Linked DNA regions of Capra hircus: region 2 is linked to region 1. A link is a contact called in public Hi-C data. All regions are on one chromosome and are shown on one strand. Each heading gives the region's core, a stretch centred on a gene start, on an enhancer-like site or on the middle of the called end of the contact. The rest is flanking DNA. Distances are from core to core; before and after follow the strand shown. Region 1 overlaps ADAMTS14 (A disintegrin and metalloproteinase with thrombospondin motifs 14). Region 2 overlaps PALD1 (paladin).

Region 1 (6,591 bases), core at 3,191-5,690:
GACTTCCAACAGGGCTACTATTTATGTACAGTTTAAAAAGACACAGCACAATATTTGAAAATATGCCAGAATGCTGATTTATTAACTTTGCTAGTGGGCTGTTTGAACAGGCGTTCATGACCAGCTTCCTCATACCTTTCTGTAGACTTGAAGTAGGGCACAATACAGAGTATTTGGTTTTTCTTGTTATTAATTTTGGGGGCTTGCACTGGGTGTTCGCTGGAGAATCCCAGGAATGGGGGGACCTGGTAGGCTGCCGTCTATGGGCTCACACAGAGCCGGACACGACTGAAGTGATTTAGCAGCAGGCTTTCTCTAGTTGTTGTGAGGGGGGGCTTCTCATTGCGATGGCTTCTCTCGTTGCAGAGCGCAGGCTCCAGGGCACGAGGGCTCAGTAGCTGCAGCTGTCAGGCTCTAGAGCTCAGTGTCAGTAGCTGTGGCCCACGGGCTCAGCTGCTCCAAGGCATGTGGGATCTTCCCGGACCAGGGATCAAACCCGTGTCTCTTGCATTGGCAGGTGGATTCCTATCCACTGCACCACCAGAGAAGTCCAAAACAGAGTGTCTTAAATAACTAAAAATCCCCACACAACCCATGCAGATTTTACATTCTTCTCCATAACATATAGCTTTGTTTGAATATAAAACAGACAGATTGCTGGTCCATAAGGGACCCCTTACAGAAAACAGGTGACAGCTGGTGGAAGATCATTGCCCCTGTAAGACTGGTGGAAACATTCCAGAGCTATTGTGTTGTAACTCTTCATCCTGGGAAGATGAGCTGTCTTTGTCCCGTGGTTCTGTGTGGTATGTGACCCCTGTGTCTCCCTGGGTTGTCACCTGCCCCCGTATGCGAAGTGGGCCTTTGCAAGTCCCTCCCATCCCACTAGGAGAGGCTGTGGTCAGTGCTCGCAAAACCCAGTGACCTCAGGGGGCATGGGTTTGATCCCTGGTTGGGGGAGTTCTGCATGCCGTGTGCAGTGGCCAAAAGAAAGCCCAAAACAAACAAGCCCAGTGGCCTGGTCACATGGGGCCCCCTCCCTTGCTTTTCCTGAAGTGACCCTACCCATCTATTAGAGCATGGGGATGGGTCCTGGAGATGGTGTGTGTGTGGTGGTCCTCACCAATGGCCTTTTGCTCCTAGCACCCATGCTAGGATACTTTTGAGCATGTCTCTGCATGCTGAGTTTTGGAAAGCAAAGTCAATGAATGTCAGAGATAGAGGGGTCCGTGGGGACCCTGACATCTAGCTCTCTTGGCTTAGCTGGTGTTACAGTCTGGGTTCCTGCATCCCCTTGACAAGGTATCATCAAGTGCATAGACCTGCCCCAGGTCCCTTGGACTGGCGGATGGCAACAGGGAGTGTGCCAGGGTGATACACAAATTATTTGAGGACCCAGGCACAAACTAGACACAGTGGACATAAACAGTAGTGCCGAAAGGGGGTCCCATAGGCCCCTCCAGGAGGTGGGGAGGTTCGGGGGTTCTGAGATCAGGACAGTGGCTCTTTCCCACCTAGCTGAGGAATATTTGGGCTTCCCTGGTGGCTCAGATGGTAAAGAGTCTACCTGCAATGTGGGAGACCCGGGTTCAATCCCTGGGTCAGGAAGATCCCCTGGAGGAGGTCATGGCAACCCACTCCAGTATTCTTGCCTGGAGAATTCCATGGACAGAGGAGCCTGGCAGACTACAGTCCACAGGGTCACAAAGAGTCGGACACGACTGAGTGACTAAGCAGCAGCAGCGGGGTATTTGAAGTTGCTGCACTGACCTGGAGAGGCTGTTGAGTGCCGTCCTTGTGCATCCTGGTCAAGGATCAAGTCAAGCAGAGGCTTGGCACCCTCCTCTGTACCCTTTCTGTCCTGCACATTGGCTGGAGCTCACCGCCTCCTTCCTCTGTCTCTCTGCCCACCCTGGCCTGCCCGCCCCACCTTGCCCCCCCTCCACCCCACCCTGGCCTGCCCGCCCCCCATGACAGTGCTCTGTCACCTGCGGAGAGGGCATCCAGCAGCGGCAGGTGGTGTGCCGGACCAACGCCAACAGTCTGGGGCAGTGTGAGGGGGCCAAGCCGGATACGATCCAGGCCTGCAGCCTGCCTGCCTGCGGAGGTGAGCCAGGTAGGATGGGGGTTGGCCAGCTTCTCTGGCCTAGACCTGAGGCCCAGCCTGACTGGCTTCCCAGCCCACTGGTACCCCCCAGTACTAGAGCTTCTTCCCTGCCCCTCCCAGGAAATCTCCAGAACTCCACAGTGAAGGCTGATGTCCGGGAACTTGTGACCCCAGAGGGGCAGTGGGTGCCACAGTCTGGGCCTCTGGATCCCATCAACAAGATATCATCCAGTAAGTATATCTCTGGACCCTATCCCTTTCCCAGCCTCCCAGTGTCTGGCATCACGAGCATGGGCCGTGCAGTGGAGCAGACCCAGCTTCCAGTCTGTTCGTGTGACCTTAGCCTCCTGAGGTGACTGTCACCACCTCGCAGCCTTGGATTCCTCAGCTGTGAGCGGGGGTGATGCTTGTAATGGTCCATGGTTCCTTATCTGCTATTCCAAAGTAACTGAAGGCTGCAAATGTCTACCTGAATCTGGTGCAGACTCATTGGGCAGCAAAATCGGAACTGAACTAACAAGAGATTAGTTATTCTTTTGTTGCAGAAACATTGCCATATTGGGTTACAAGGTAACCTCTCAGGCCCACCGGGGATGTTATATAATATGAATATGGTGAAGATTACTTTTCTAACTTCCAAAGTTCTGAACTGTGAATCATATCTGGTTCCAAGGTTTGGGGATGGCAGTGGTAGTTCTGAGCTGTCTTTATAGGGCTTTTGAGAGAATTAAATGAGATAATGTATGCACTCCTGCCTAGCTGTCAGCTAACAGCAACAAAAACAGTAGCAGTCATTTCTCTCTGCTTCATGATCCTGAGCCCATCAGATCACCCTCTCACCTTTCCATCTATCTGCCCACCCATCCATCTATCTGCCTATCTATCTGTTAATAAACATTGACCAAGAACCTACCAGGCTTTAGGTTCTGTGCTCCTTCCTAGGTTTCTTCTCTGTTTCCCTTTCTCACTGTCCCAAGGACCAGGGTCTGTCAAGATGAGTAGCAGGAAGATCCCAGACCCTGACTCCTAGTGAGAGGACCAGTTGGTTGGCTGTGTGACCTCGTGCACATCTGTGAACCTCTCTGAGCGCAGCAACCTAATCTGTAAAACAAAGGGGTCTGATTAAATGTCTTCAGGTTACCTCCTGGCTCTAGTCTTGCTGCTGCTTCTGCTCCTGTGCTGAGGCTCAAGTGGTGCAAGAGTCTGGTTTCCTTTCCTTTCTCTTGGGAACAAAGGGGACCTCTTACTCTGGTCCTAGAACTCTGGCGCCATCTAGAGGCCACTTGTTTTCCATTTTCTCTAATCTTCCTCGTTCCCCTTAGCCTGCACCCTACCTTTTCTCTCCTTGCTTTTTCTCCTTCCCCCTCCCCTCTTCTTCCTGTCCCTTCCCTCTCTCCTTCCTTCTCCTCCTTTTCTCTTTCCCTGGCAAAAATTAGTAGAAAGCTAAGCTCCCAACTTCACATTGTCTGGAAAGACCTACCTGAAGTTATCACAGAAATGCAAAAACGTTTTTAGATGACATTTAAGCCAAAGCAAACAAAACTAATATAGTGAGCACCCCTCTATGCTGGAAACTTTTTAAATGCTATTTTCAATAATAATTATCATTCGGTAAATGTCAGCATTAACTCCAATTTTACAGAAGAAACTGAGGGTTGAAGAGTTTAAGGCCTCGCAGCTTTTAAGTGGTAGAGCCTTGAATGGAACCTAGATTTGCTAGATTCCACAGTTAGTGGTAAGGGGGCTTCGTGTTTTACATGCGTGCTGACTGCTGGCAGGACATTTAGGCTGCTTGTCACACTGCGTTCCCAGCTGCCTGGTCCTGGCCGGAGCGGATCAGATTCCTCCGGGTTGACTGGGAGATGGTGAGGGTGGGAGATGAGGGACTGAGTAGGCGGTGGGGCCTGGCGGATGGGCACCTCCAGCATCAGTCCTGTGCTGTGTGTGCAGCGGAGCTCTGCGTGCGGGACAGGTCCATCTTCTGCCGGACCGAAGAGCTCGATCGCTACTGCTCCATCCCCGGCTTCCACCGGCTGTGCTGCGAGTCCTGCACCAAGAAGGCCTTGAGCCTAGACCCTGGCCTGGCCTCACCACCACCCTTCTCCACTCCTGGGAGCCCCTTCTCAGCACCCGTGGCCCCTCCAGATGCTGTGGAGCCCTCTGTGGGGCCAACGGGATCAGACCACCATCAGCGAGACCAACCCACGCTGCTCCCAGGACCTCTGGGCACAAGCGCCCCCGTGACCCGAAGCTACTTTGCTCCCCAGAAACCAACCCCTACGACATTCCGGGGCACTTCCCCGAGTGCCCCCTGGGGCTGGACCGGGGCCCCTACCCCAGCCTCTGAAAACAAAGGGCTGCTCAGGGAAGACCCGAAGCACCCAGGCACCAGCCTTCCCTCCACAGCCCCAGTGACATGAGCCCCGCCTCGCCCTTCCCACCAGTCAAGTTTACAATCTCTGTGCTGCCCCGAGACCCCTGGCTCAGAGGACACACAGCGGGGTGGGGGCCTGCACGGACTGCCTTTTAAATTATTTGCCTTCTTGTCGTTCTAGTTTGGGGCTGTGACACTTTTCACCCTGTGAAATGGGTGTATGAGGAAGAAAAAGATCAGGGAAAGTCCTAACCGGAGATACCTCAGCAAGCAGCCCAGGTGACCGCACCGAACCTCTCAGGGGCTCCTGTCTGTCTCTCCTGCAGGGACTGAGGGCCTGCTACCACCCCTTGCTCACCCCCGGCCACCGGGCCCCACACTGGATCTGTTTGCCAGGACTTATGAGGACCCCGGTGGAGGCCCTGTCTGCTGGGCCCCTCTGCCCAGAGAGGCAAAGGTGGAGGGAACACTCGCAGGTGGTCTGAGAGGAAGCGGGCTGGGGGAATTCAGCTACAGGCCTAGCATGCAAGTTCATCTCGGACTCAGCTCTTTGTAGCAAGAGCTCCACACAGCTCCTCCGGCCAAGGCCAAGGAGCAGAGTCCAGCTTGAGTGTGCTGGTGGGAGGACAGTGTCGGGGGCCACCTCTGGACCTGCAGGAGGCATGTCCTGTGACTTCTGGTGCCTCCAGGTTACAGGTGGGCTCCTAACCTCACCCCAGCCCCCACCCCCGAGAAGTGAGCTCTGGACAGCCTCGAGTATGTGTCCTCACCATCCAGGGGATTCCCAACTGGTGCTAGACCCCTGGCTGGACCAGGAATGGCAACTGTGGTCATCGCTTTGGTGCATGAAGGGAGCGCGGCCTGGAAGGTGACTTGGTGGGGCATGCAGAGACGTGAGTTCTCAGGCTGAGCCCCATCCGCTGTTGCCCTCTATCAAAGACCACTCCTGCTGGAGTCAGGGTCTTCTCTCACCTGGCTTAAGCTGGGCCAGAGGTGTATTTGTGGTGCTGGGTAGGGGTAGGAGGGTGACCAGACTCCAAGGCTGAGGACCAGAGTCCACCCATAGCCAGACTCTGGGGTTGACAAGGGCCAGGTGCCCCAGGGCAGGACGTGAGCCTCTGCCTCATGGAGACACTGGCCCACTGTGCTGTAGGGCCTCAGCTGTACCCGCCCCCCATGTTACCTCCAATGGCAGGTAACTTCCCTGGACCCTCTGGCTCTCTGGAAGCCACCCAGTTCCCAGGACCTTTCCCAAGGGTCCTCACTCTGAGGCATGTACTCTGAGGACCCCCAGACCCCTCAGCAGGCCGTAAGGTGCTGGCCAGTTCTTATGTTCCCAGGGCAAAGGGGCCATTCTGAGCCAGGCTAGAGGAATAGGGACAGTGGGCCCCAGCCTGAAACCCCCTGGAGAATGGAGGCCCTAGAGGGGCTCCCCAGGTGCCCTCTCCACCTGCTGCCTACCCCCTCCCAGGGAAGCTGGGACACACACTGAACCATTCCTGTGCGACCCAGCCCACCTGTATCAAGTGCCTTTGAGATCGAGATCTTTAAATTTTTATGTATTTATTAACATTGTCCTTGGTGTTTGTTTTGGACTCGAGAAAGTTGTGGTGTGTTTTTCTTTTTCTCTCCGTTTTAGCAAAAAAGGGACAGCAAAGCCAGAGCTCTACTGTCCTGGGCTGATAAGATGATTGAGGTGTGGGTGGACAGGGAGGGGTCAGAGCCACAGGAAGACTTGGCCCCCAGCCTCCTCACCTTGGTCACACTTATTCTGGGGTTCCTCTGGACATCACCTTGGTGGAGAGGCAAGAGCAGGACTGGGGGTCCCACTTAGGCTGTTCCACCAAGTAGCTGTGTGGTCTTAGGCAAGTCACTGTTCAGAATTTGGTCCAAAGGGTGGAAGCACCTGGCAGGACTTTGGGGGTGTGCATATGGAGGACATGCTCATGAGCAGAGCTGTTCAAACACACAGAGGGTGGCTTCTTTGCAAGGTGGTGAGCACTCTTTCTCTGGAAAAGTCCACGCGGGACATGGATGTCGGACAGGAGGTGGAAGGAACATGATGGGTCTTATTGGGCGGGGAGAGCTGATGTGGAAGTTGCTGTATAAT
Region 2 (6,734 bases), core at 1,645-4,144, 180 kb before region 1:
CTGGGTGTTCATTGGAAGGACTGATGTTGAAGCTGAAGCTCCAGTACTTTGGCCACCTCATGCAAAGAGTTGACTCATTGGAAAGGACCCTGATGCTGGGAAGGATTGGGGACAGGAGGAGAAGGGGATGACAGAGGATGAGATGGCTGGATGGCATCACCAACTCAATGGACATGAGTTTGAGTGAACTCCGGGAGTTGGTGATGGACAGGGAGGCCTGGTGTGCTGTGATTCATGGGGTCGCAAAGAATCGGACACTACTGAGCGACTGAACTGAACTGAACTGAACTGAACCCATGATAGCTGTGGTCCAGATGATTAGATGGCTTCTTACCTGGTCACTGAGGACTTTTGTGGGTGAAATAGGACCTGAAGTCCTTGCCTCCTGTATGGGAGACTATGTGTCTCTCTGCCCCTCTAGGAGGCAGTGACTGGGTGCTCTGGCAGAGTGTGGAGTGATGGGTTTCCCTAAGGTCCCTGAGTGGGGGTCCAGCAGATCCAAGAGGAAGGGGAGGTGGGGTGCTCTTGCTGACAGAGTCAGTTGGGAAGAGGCAGGGAATCAGTTTGGGGAGTATTGCCATCTTAACAACAGTCACTCTTCTAACCCATGAAAATGAGGTATTTTTCCATTTACTTAGGTCTCTAATTTCTTACATGATGTAGTTTCCAGAGTGTGAGTTTTGTACTTCCTTTGCTAATTTTATTCCTAAGTGTGTTGTTATTTTTATGCTATTATAAATGAAATTGATTTCTTAATTTTATTTTTTAGTTTGTTTAATGCTACTGTATAGAAATACAACTGGTATTTATATATGGATCTTCTGTTTTGCAATCTTGTAGAACATATTTTTTAGTTTTAATACTTTTTATTAGTGAATTTCCTTAAATTTTATGTATACAAGATCATGTCATCAGCAAATAGATACTTTTGTCTTTCCAATCTACATGCTTTTTATTAAATTTTCCCTGGCAAGGTCTTCATGTACAGTGTTGACTAGAAGTGGCAAGAACAGATATCTTTCTCTTGTTTCTGATCTTAAGAGGAAAGCTTTCTGTCTTTCACCATTAAGTATGATGTCAGCTGTGGGTTTTTCACAGATATCCTTTGTCAGACTGAAGAAGTTCCTCTGCATTCTTAGTTTATTGAGTGTGTTTTTTAGTGAAGAGATGTTAACTTTTATCAAATGCCTTTTCTCTTTCCATTGAGATGATTCTTTGGCTTTTGCCCTTATTCTGTTGGTGGAGTGTATTATTGGAGTTGATTTTCAGGTGTTAAACTGAGCTTGCATCTGTGGGATAAATCCTTCTTGGTCATGGTGTATGATCTTCTTTATGTCTTGCTGCATTTGGTTTGTTGAGGATTTTTGCATCAAATTCATAAAAGCTACTGATCTATAGTTTTCTTTTTCTATGATGTGTTTGTGTGGTTTGACATCAGGGTGATGCTGGCCTCATACAATGGTGTGTGTGTGTGTGTGTGTGTGTGTGTGTGTGTGTGTTAGTTGCTTAGTCAGGGTGATGCTGGCCTCATACAATGGTGTGTGTGTGTGTGTGTGTGTGTGTGTGTGTATGTGTGTGTGTGTGTTAGTTGCTTAGTCATGTCCGACTCTGTGACTCTATGGACTGTAGCCTGCCAGTCTCCTCAGTCTGTGGGATTCTCCAGACAAGAATACTGGAGTGGGTTGCCATTTCCTTCTCCAGGGGATCTTCCTGACCCAGGGATCGAACCCAGGTCTCCCTCATTGCAGGCAGATTCTTTACCATCTGAGCCACCAGGGAAGCTACCCATACAGTGTTACCTTCTAACTTTTACAGACGGGGACACAGAAGCCTAGAGAGGGAGAGAGGGCATCCCAAGTGTGTTAGTCAGCTTGGGCTGGCATACCAGAATCCCACAGACGGCATGGCGTAACCAAAAGAAATTTCCTGTCTCACGGTTCTGGCGGCTGGCAAGTTCCAGACCAAGATTCTGGCTGATCAGGTTTCTGGTGAGGCTCTCATCCTGGTTTCCATACAGCTGACTTCTCACTGTGCCCTCACATGGCCTGTGTGTGCGTGTGTGTGTGTGTGTGTGTGTGTGTGTGTGTGTGTGTGTGTGTGCAGAGATGGGGGAAGGCAGGAGGCTCTCTGGTCTCCTTTCTTATGAGGACACTAATCTCAGAGGCCATCTAATCATAGACTCCCAGAAGTGCTGTTGTAGAACAAAGACAGGACCTGAAGACCTTATTCCGTATTTCACACACCAGAGTAAACAAAGGTAAGGACCTTTCAAGGGTTGCCAATATGTGATGTTGTTAAACGTGTTCATTTTAAAGGAAGAAAGGAGCAAAAATGAAAACACCCAACTACTATCTAACATGGTTGGTGGTTTATAAAAGAAAGGCTATTTTAATACCAGAAAAGTAGAGTGACTGTTCTCTGAATAGAGGACAGGCCTTGAAGAGATTTGTATGTCTGAATACCTGTGGACTTGGGGAACTGGTTGTGAACCTAGATGTGGGACTTGCAGCTTTTGGCAACGAGGCTGCTGTTTACTTCGAAAGGCAGCATGCCTCCCCCAGGGTCACCCTGCACCTGCCCTGGCCTGACTGGACCCAGAGTCCCTGTCCTGCTTGGGAGCAGGGTGACCTGAGCTGTTTCAGCGGCTTCCAGACTTGAAGGAGCATCTGGCCTCCTGCGTGTGTGTGTGTGTGTGTGTGTGCGCGCGTGCACGTGTGCATGTGTATGCACCCTGGAATGGACTTCCCTATGATTGTCGATCCCTGTGTGGACGGGAAGGAAGCAAGTTAGGTTGTCCTGGGTGGACTGGCGCAGGGAATGAGGATGTGGGAGCTGGAGGGAGCTGGGATCTGACCGGGCCACCTTCATCCTCTCTGGCCGCCTGTGTCCCCACCTGCCAGACTGGATGTGGCTGCTTCCTGGTAGGGCTGTGTGTGGGAATGGCAAGGGCACTGGAAGCACAGGGCTTGGGGGGTGCAAAGTGAATGGTCCAGAAAGGGAGCCCCAAGGATCTTTGTCGGGCAGCGTATCCTGTGATATCTTCCTAGCTTTAACCCCCTGAACAGACTCTCAGATTTTAGTGCCACAGGGACTGAGAGAGCGTCTGACCACTTTGTTTACAGATGAATAGAGGAATGCGATGCCCAGGCTCCCACATGAGTTATCATAGGCAGAGCAGAGGTGAGAGGCAAAGACCCTCACTCCCAGCCCTGAGCCCCTCCCCTGATGCCTTAACCCCGCGGTCTTGGTCCTTGTTGCCCTAGTGGGCTGTGCGGGGCTTGCTGAGGCTCCAGAAGGCAACTCTTCTCTCTCCCCTTTCCCCCGATGGACTGACTCCTCTGGAATTTGGCAGCTGTGTCTCACTTCTGGTACGTGGCTGTGTATTTAGATCCCTGCCCTCCGGTTTCAAGCTGGAAGCCCTGAGGTGCTCTCCAGTGGAGACTGCACAGGCCAGAGTGCTGTATGTATACGCTTGTTTGCCCAGTTAGAGCCCCAGAACCTCTGCCTGGCAATGGGTGTACCACCTACATCAGCTGTCCATGTGCCTGGCAACATTCCAGGTCCAGTCCACACTCCGCTCACCTCAAGGTTTCCTCCCAGGAGCCCACCGCCTTGGGATTCTGAAACCCTCTGCAGCACATGGCTTCCTGCCCTGCACCCCAGAACCCTCAAACAGTGCATTTCCCTTCCCTGCCAGGTCCAACAGTCAGCTTACACCCTAATCACAAGCAAGTAAGAAAACAACTCCTGGAACTTGGCGAGTGCACTTCTGCCGGCAGTAAAACCATTTCAGGGCCCTCGGTGGACGAGCGGGAGGATGTGGAGGTCGCTGCTCTGTTGAGGGTCAGGAGGGAGGGCTCAGAGCGTGTGTGAGTCTCCGTCTGCACGGTGAGGTCACACAACAGGGATGAGGACTGTTTGTTGCTTTTTTGTGTGGTTATGGGAACGATATCAGACCATTACCCAGTCTCCCAGGAATGGTTTCAGTTTGCCTTCTCTTTCTAGTCTTTTGTGCCTGTGCACATACCTCCTCTAACAGGAGGATCGTGATGTGTGCCCGGGCTGTCCTGTGTGTTCACCTGGGTGATGTTCTTGGATCGAAACGTGTACTCATTGTTAGCACATTGCTTACTGAGTGCCTGTCCTGTGTCTGGAGTGAGTGATGCTTCACTGAGATTACCTTCTAGTAGAACGAGGAGAGGCTCATTAATAAGTAGTTGGGGCTCGTGGACTTTTTAGCCTGTCTGTTGAATACCCTTTATATCCCCATATGTAATGTCGGCATGATAACGTGGTGGAGTGGGCATGTCGCAGCATCCTCTGCTCTTCCTGTGGAGGTGGCCCGTGAGGTTGCTCCCTGTTGTTCTCTGAGCAGGTGATGGTACCGTGGATCTCATAGCGTGTGCCGCTCTTTCATCCACGTGGCTTGGTTCTGTAGGCTGATTCTTAGAAGTAGGATTATTGACTGAATTGAAAAGTAGGAACTTACTTTTTGTAATTATTTTGGAAAATTTCAAAGCAGGGAGAATAATTCCATGAACGCTTGTGTTCCCAGCTTCAGGAATCAAGACCAGTCTTATCTCATCTGAAGCCCTGCCAGTGCTGCCCACCACCCTCTCTGGATTCTTTTGAAGCAAGTCCTAGACTGAGTATTACTTTCTCTGAAATATTTCAGCATATACATTAGAGAAGGGATCTTTTAAAAAAGGCTGTCATATGCCATTATCACACCTCAAACAATAGTGATTTCTCATCCTGCAATACCTAGTTGGTGGTAGATTTTCTTACTGGTCTCCCAAGGTCTTTCTGCAGTTGTATCAGGACCCAAAAGATCCACACGTGGCCTTTATCTGATGAGACCTTAAGTCTCAGTGAACACAGAACATTTCCCCTCCTTTCCTCCCCTGAAGTGAAGGTGATGAGGTAACCGGTTATCTTCCTGGGCGGCCCATAGTCTAGATCTTGTTGATTGCACCGCAGGGTTTGGTTGAGCCTGTGTTGCAGTCCCTGTGCTTCCTGTAAACCTAGAGCTTTGGCTCAATCTGATTTGGCTTGGTGTTTGGCTGGCACAGTTGTGGGTGATGCTGGTGCTGCCGCAGGGCCCTGGAAGGTCCTGTGGTCTCTCTTGTGAGCTGGCAGCCTCTAGCGCTCATCTTCTGGATTCCTTATTTTCTTCAGGGTTTACAAAGCGGTGATATCTTGGCTCTCTCATTCCCTCTGCATTGATCGATTGCAGTGCTTCCAGAAAGGGACTCCCCCCAAATGCTGTGAGGACACGAAGGCAGGGCCAGTGCTTGCTTTCCCGTAGATTTGCCATTCCCAGAGGAGCTTTGGGAGGTGCTTCTCTGAAGCCGAAGGGAGGGACTTGGTGGGCCCTAATGTTCCTGCAGACTCGGATGGCAATGGAGTCTGTGTTGAGGGTCTGAGGCTGACTAGGTGGGGGTGGTCTGAGAGAGGGGAGGTGGATGGGAGGCTGGGAGTTGCTGGAGGTGGGAAGACCCAGGCCTCATGTGTCCTTGGCCATCTGGGAGGTATCCTTGCCAAGCTGACTGTACATTTTCACATCCATGGTCTGGCTCAGTCTTCACTGTGTGGCTGTGCCTGACCAAGGCAGCCTGTAACATTACCTCCATTTGAGGAGGGGAGGCACTGGGCTTGCCCAAGCACACACAGCTGGTAGATGACAGCGGGAGGAGGGCGAGACCTCAGCCCCTGACTCCCAGGTCAGGCCCTGGCTGCTGTGCTGCATTGCTGCCCGAGGAGGAGAAGGCACCATTTCCCCTCCCTTGCCCACCTCCAGCCCCACTGGGAGAATAGTACCACCTGGAAACCATGGCCCAGCCTGAGCAGGGGAAGGAGGCCAGAAGACAAGAACTCATCTCAGACTCAGGTCACGGCTACAGAAGGGCGTGGGACCAAACCTGCACACACGTTTTCCGTAGAGACAGACCTTCCCTGATGCAGCAGCCTGGGCACCTCTGTCCACTGAGGCCTGCCGCAGGCTGCCGGGCCTCTGGGCTGCAGCTCATGATGCCTCCTCCATTCCAGAGTGTCAGTGAGATTGGGTCTGGGCCCGATCACCCCACTTACGCGAAGGGGCCAGAATGCTCAGGGTGTTTAAAAGAAAATACCTCAAACGGAAAAATGAACGAGAAAATCCTTTGAACTAAGGCACTCCATGAAGTTGGGGTAGAGGTGAGAAGGCTGGGCCCCTGACTGAGGAGAATCCAAGATGGCCACCAGCCCACAGTGGTGACACCATCTGGTGAATGAGTTGTTTCCTGCTGGGTCTGGAAAGGGAAAATATTTGTGACAGAAACCAAGGTCAGGGCTCCTGCAGGAAGTCCTGTTAGAATCATCAGTGCCAGGGGTACTTTTCCTTAGCCTTGGCTAGGGATGCTAATTCTGTATTGGTTCTGTGTTTGAAGCAGTATGGTGTGTCTCTCTTTCCTTCAGAAAGAGGCTGAGGAAAATCTGAGGTGAAGGTAGCCACAGAGGGAGACGTAAACATCCCTTGGTCTCAAATTGAGGTTTGTTTTATAGACTGATGCTTTAACTCTGAGCTGTTCCTTTTGAGTTTTCGGAGAACTTCCCTCTCTTTCTTTGGGTCCACAGAACAGCTGGTGAGGAGGCGCGGGTGGGTTTTATTAGACCCATTTTCCTGAGGGAGACACTGAAGCCTAATGAAGTTTTGTGACCAGCTGAAGGCAGGATCAGAACCTGTCTTCCAACTC

What was found. A called contact is a pair of places that touch in the nucleus more often than the background predicts.
Region 2: a contact with region 1 is called in a Hi-C map of blood, with 4 times the contacts expected there. The contact joins two enhancer-like sites. A contact is called at or near these places in 3 of 5 Hi-C or Micro-C datasets (blood and liver).

What each region holds. Positions count from the first base shown.
Region 1 is chr28:18,731,875-18,738,465 of ARS1.2, reverse strand. It overlaps ADAMTS14 (A disintegrin and metalloproteinase with thrombospondin motifs 14), which reads left to right. Exons shown (of 22, transcript XM_018042583.1): 20 at 1,978-2,107; 21 at 2,228-2,338; 22 at 4,058-6,081. The coding sequence ends at 4,527. Among named protein-coding and RNA genes, the nearest start is that of TBATA, 31 kb to the right of the region's middle. Within about 2 kb of position 4,440, at least 1 of the 5 cell types and tissues checked has an H3K27ac peak or open chromatin away from gene starts, as enhancers often do.
Region 2 is chr28:18,909,226-18,915,959 of ARS1.2, reverse strand. The region is part of intron 18 of PALD1 (paladin); the gene reads left to right. Among named protein-coding and RNA genes, the nearest start is that of PRF1, 42 kb to the right of the region's middle. Within about 2 kb of position 2,894, at least 3 of the 5 cell types and tissues checked have an H3K27ac peak or open chromatin away from gene starts, as enhancers often do.